2 separate regions of the Ovis canadensis genome follow, and region 2 is linked to region 1. Evidence: chromatin contacts called from public Hi-C data. All regions are on one chromosome and are shown on one strand. Each heading gives the region's core, a stretch centred on a gene start, on an enhancer-like site or on the middle of the called end of the contact. The rest is flanking DNA. Distances are from core to core; before and after follow the strand shown. Region 1 holds the start of COASY (Coenzyme A synthase). Region 2 holds the start of PSME3 (proteasome activator subunit 3).

The links. Hi-C and Micro-C count contacts between places; a contact is called where the count stands out from the background.
Region 2: a contact with region 1 is called in a Hi-C map of fibroblasts, with 5 times the contacts expected there. The contact joins the promoter of PSME3 here to the promoter of COASY in region 1. A contact is called at or near these places in 2 of 2 Hi-C or Micro-C datasets (fibroblasts and lung).

Annotation. Positions count from the first base shown.
Region 1 is chr11:51,021,358-51,024,057 of ARS-UI_OviCan_v2, forward strand. It overlaps COASY (Coenzyme A synthase), which reads left to right and starts at 1,285. Exons shown (of 10, transcript XM_069603805.1): 1 at 1,285-1,453; 2 at 1,842-2,549. The coding sequence starts at 1,853.
Region 2 is chr11:51,230,133-51,232,832 of ARS-UI_OviCan_v2, forward strand. PSME3 (proteasome activator subunit 3) reads left to right here and starts at 1,270. Exons shown (of 13, transcript XM_069541589.1): 1 at 1,270-1,426. BECN1 (beclin 1) reads right to left here and starts at 1,191. Exons shown (of 12, transcript XM_069603819.1): 1 at 991-1,191; 2 at 588-716. The coding sequence starts at 714.

The DNA of each region.
Region 1 (2,700 bases), core at 35-2,534:
CTTTTCCAATCAGTCAACTCTTTGCATGAGGTGGCCAAAGTACTGGAGTTTCAGCTTCAGCATCATTCCCTCCAAAGAAATCCCAGGGCTGATCTCCTTCAGAATGGACTGGTTGGATCTCCTTGCAGTCCAAGGGACTCTCAAGAGTCTTCTCCAACACCACAGTTCAAAAGCATCAATTCTTCGGTGCTCAGCTTTCTTCACAGTCCAACTCTCACATCCATACATGACTACTGGAAAAACCATAGCCTTGACTAGACGGACCTTTGTTGGCAAAGTAGTGTCTCTGCTTTTAAATATGCTATCTAGGTTGGTCGTAACTTTCCTTCCAAGGAGTCAGTGTCTTTTAATTTCATGGCTGCAATCACCATCTGCAGTGATTTTGGAGTCCCCCCAAATAAAGTCTGACACTGTTTCCACTGTTTCCCCATCTGTTTCCCATGAAGTGATGGGACCAGATGCCATGATCTTTGTTTTCTGAATGTTGAGCTTTAAGCCAACTTTTTAGCCTCATGGTAAATTCTCGCCACTGAGTCTCCTCCCCTAGCCCCGCTGCCTTTTCTTCCGCCCACAGGGACCATTCTCTGGCAGCTCTACTGAGCTCATATGCAGAGCTCTCCTCTTCTTCCTCCTCTCTTGGGGAAACTGTCATATCACTGGTTCTGGGTGATGTGGAGAGCACTGCACGGGAGCCACGACACATGGCCTCTGTCCTTACCTCCCTAGATGTCCCTGGAACATACAGGGCCTCAATGTTTCCATCTGTGAAATGGGGACTTGGACAGAACTGTTCCGTGACCAGATCCTTAGATTGGGAGGGCGTCAGGAGGGCTCTGGGGACGCCGAGCCCTAACTTAAATGCTACCCTATGACACATCCCTCCACCTCTGTCCCCGCGATTTATTAAGCAGGAAAGCCAGGTGTTAGCTCCGCCTTTGCCGTTGTCTCCCGAGTGACCTGGCTGAAGCCAGTCTCTTCTCTGAGAGTCTGAAGGGCACCCGTTAAGCAGGCTTTCAAGCCCGCCTTGCCCAGCGTGCGTGCCAAGTCTCTTCAGTTGTGTCCGACTCTTTGCGACCCCATGGAGTGCAGCCCGGCAGGCTCCTCTGTCCATGGGACTTTTCAAGTAAGAATACTGGAGTGCGTTGCTGTTTCCTTCTCCACCCGCTTTGCCCCACTCCGCCTAGTTTCCGCGAGGTTGGGTTTTGCAAACAAGTTTTCACGCACCTCCCACGCCTCAGAGCTCCGCCCCTTTGCAACCGCAAGCGCCCCTCCCCCGCCCCGCCCGCCTTCAAATGAAAAATCTCGCGAGAATCCCTCGCCGAACCAACGCTGAGATTTTTGGCCTTTCTTAGGTTCCGTAGTTTCGAGTCACAGCTCCGGAACTTGTGTTAACGGGTCGTGGTTGGGGAAGCCTCCGCGGTAGTGCAAGCGGAACCAAAGCCCGGAGGTCTCAGTAAGTAGGACCCGAGCTTGAGTGTCCTCTTTTAGTCCCCCCCTCCGATTCCTTGAAGATGCTGGTGCAGCTCAGCAAGAACGCCCGGGATTTCTGGATCCCCAGTCTTACGACGCAGGGGCTTCTGCCCAGTTCCTCTCCCCACCCTAGGATTTTGATTCAATTCAGCGAACTCACCGCTCTGAGAGATGATAAAACCGAGATTAGAACACAGCCCGGAGGCGCCATTTACCAAGCCCTGTCCCCTTCCCCAGGTTCCTCTCGATAGGCACTGAGAACCCGTCCCTGCTCCAGGTGCCCCTCTCTTGCGTCCAAGTCCCCCTACAGTTTTCGGCCTCAAACACATACCACCCATTCACCCTTGCCTCGTCTCCCCGACTGTCCGCAGGCCTGAGAAGGATGGCCGTATTCCGGTCGGGCCTCCTGGTGCTGACAACGCCGCTGACTTCCCTGGCCCCTCGCCTGGCCCCCATCCTGTCCTCGGCAGCCCGGCTGGTGAATCACACGCTCTATGTACACCTGCAGCCGGGCATGAGCCTGGGCGGCTCGGCTCAACCCCAGTCCAGCCCCGTGCAGGCCACATTTGAAGTTATCGATTTCATCACTCACCTCTACGCAGGCGCCGATGTCCACAGGCACCTGGACGTCAGAATTCTGCTGACAAATATCCGAACCAAGAGCTGTCTCCCTCCCCTACCCACCTCAGTCCAGAACCTGGCCCACCCGCCGGAAGTGGTCCTGACTGACTTCCAGACCCTGGATGGAAGCCAGTACAACCCGGCCAAGCAGCAGCTCGAGCGCTACGCCACCAGCTGTTACAGCTGTTGTCCGCAGCTGTCTTCAGTGCTGCTGTACCCAGATTATGGGCCTGCAGAGCCCCCCGTGGGGTCCCTGGGCGTCCACCTACCCTCCACCATCAGGCCAACCTCCCCTGTGGCCAGGTCTGCAAAGCAGCCGGTGCGTGGCCACCGGCGGGGGGCTGTGGGCGGCACCTTTGACCGCCTGCACAATGCCCACAAGGTGTTGCTCAGTGTCGCCTGCATCCTGGCTCGGGAGCAGCTTGTGGTGGGAGTGGCAGACAAAGAGCTGCTGAAGAGTGAGTGACAAGAGACTCCGGAGCGGGGCGACCTTACCCTCCCCTCGCAGGCCAAGACTGAGGAAGGGGCGCCATCCAGTACTTCCCACCCCTCCTAAATGTCACAGTGCCTGGGGCTCAGTTCGCACTAAGGGGATATGTTAACTGAATA
Region 2 (2,700 bases), core at 20-2,519, 210 kb after region 1:
AAATGATAGCCAGAATTTAAATTCAAGCAGAGTGACTCTAGGTCCATGAGCTTATTTTAACTGTTTATTCAGTCTTTTCCTTTTTCCTAGCTTCATCTCACTTCTTGAGAATTTGGGACTCTATTCCTCTATTTTCCTCTACTTATCAACTATTGGCTTCTGGGTAAATCATTTAACCTGACTGAGCTTCAACTCCTCATGGATGAAATGATAAATTTTTACTACTCCTACGCATAGGGGAGTAAAACTGAACTACTCCATAGAGGTTAAAGTAACACATGTAATGCACTTGGTATATGGCAAGTCCCCCACAACTGCTGTTTATTTTTATATACATATAATCCTTTACTCTGAAACAGCGGGAGCAGAAAACTAAGGACCTTTCCTTGTTATAGAAAGCTCTCAGAAGCACATCGTGTCAGAACTCTTTTATGTTCTCGATAAGAAAACAAGGAACCAGAAAGATGAAGCAACTTTCGAGGCTCACAAGGTTTGTGGCAGGCTATGTATAGTCCTTAAGACCTTCATCTCCAAAGCTGCCCACTTTGAACGATCTTGATCACCCTCTTTCCAAAGGCCTCGCTGACCTGTGAGCTCCTGGATGGTGACACGGTCCAGGATCTTGAAGCTCGTGTCCAGTTTCAGAGGCTGGCTGCAGCGCTGACACACGAAGCTCACCTGCATGGTGCTGCTGGATGTCTTAGACCCCTCCATCCCTGCGGCGGTGGAAAGGAGACGACGTTAGGAAGAACAGGCGCCCTTGAACCCCGGGTTCGGAGCTACCACCTGACTTGCTGTTGTGGTGAAGGGGTAAAAATCCCCGCCTGCACCTTTCCCTGTAGGAACGGTAGGATACCAAGCGGACCTGCTTCCGGGGCTGACCCGGCAAAGGCAGTTTACAGCCCAAAGTCAGGGAGGGTCTGCAATAGGGGCCGTCAGGGTTCCCAGGTCCCCTTCGATAGTAGCCGTTCAGCCCCCAACGCTTTTCACCTCGGGACCCGGAGCCCGCCACCCTGATCCGGTCTACCGCGGGGGTACCGCGGCTTCGGGTCTGTCTGCGAGGGGGACTTCCAAGACTGCCATCGCCCAGCCTTCAGCTACTTCCCGGTCCGCCGGGGGAGGACTTCCGCCGGGACCGGACTTGACGTCACGATGACTGCCGCGCCTCAGGGCGTCAGTCATGGTCGACCCGCTTTCGCCTAGCTGCGACCTCTAGAGGCTGAGCTGGGAAAGGCGGCAGGCGTCGGCCTGGGGGCTGGTGTTGCGAGCGGAAGTGGCCCGACCGAGTTGGGAGCGAGTCGCTAAAGAGTCCGATACAATTTAGCGAATAAACAAACAACCCCTGGACACGCCACCATTTTCTAACTCAGTGACTTTTCTTCAGATTTGTCACTTCTTAGCGGAGCCACTTTCGTTATTCACTGCGGTATCAATTTTTAAAATTTCTCATTGGGAGAACTGGGCGTTTTTTTTGAAACGCTGACAAAGAGGTAGACACTTGGAAGGGCAAGTGAGGGGGTAAACCTTGTTGTGTTTCATTGTATAAAGTTTCAGTTATGATAAGGGAAAGTCCAACACTTTAGATATTGGAATATAAAGTTATGAAACTAAAACATTTTTGTGTTGGTGCAGGAGTACCCATGGAAGAGAATAAAGTTAAAAAATAGACCATGTATGGGGGGCGGGGTGGATTTAGTGGGTGATAAAGCTAATATTTAAAGTTAGTGGGGAAGTGATCTACTTAATAAGTGATGAGTGGGACCAAAGAGCCATTTATTTATTTATTTTTTTTAATTTTAAAATCTTTAATTCTTACATGCGTTCCCAAACATGACCCCCCCTCCCACCTCCCTCCCCACAACATCTCTCTGGGTCATCCCCATGCACCAGCCCCAAGCATGCTGCACCCTACGTCAGACATGGACTGGCGATTCAATTCTTACATGATAGTATGCATGTTAGAATTCCCATTCTCCCAAATCATCCCACCCTCTCCCTCTCCCTCTGAGTCCAAAAGTCCGTTATACACATCTGTGTCTTTTTTCCTGTCTTACATACAGGGTCGTCATTGCCATCTTCCTAAATTCCATATATATGTGTTAGTATACTGTATTGGTGTTTTTCTTTCTGGCTTACTTCACTCTGTATAATTGGCTCCAGTTTCATCCATCTCATCAGAACTGATTCAAATGAATTCTTTTTAACGGCTGAGTAATACTCCATTGTGTACAAAGAGCCATTTAAATGGTAGTGAGCTCAATCTTCTACTCACTGTTTACACCAAAAGAAGTTCCAAGTTAGTCACAAATTTAAGCGTCAAAAATACAATTGGGAATTCCCTGGCAGTCCAGTCGTTAGCACTATAAGCTTTCATTGGTGAGGGCGCCAGTTCAGTCCCTGATAGGGGAACTAAAAATCCCACAAGCCGTGTGGCAAAAAACAAAACAATGGTTAAAGGTACTATATGAAAGCATGAGTGAATATTTTTTATAATCTTGAAGTAGAGAAGGGCTGTCTAAGCATGACATGAAAATCAGAAATAAAAAGGAAAATATTGACTTTTACTCCTTAGAAATTAAACTTTCTGGATTTCCCTGTCCTTCCACTGGTCAAGACTCTGCACTCTCAATGCAGGGGGGCATGGGTTTGCTCCCTGGTTGGAAAGATTCTGCATCTTGGTGTGCTGTGGCCAAGAATGAA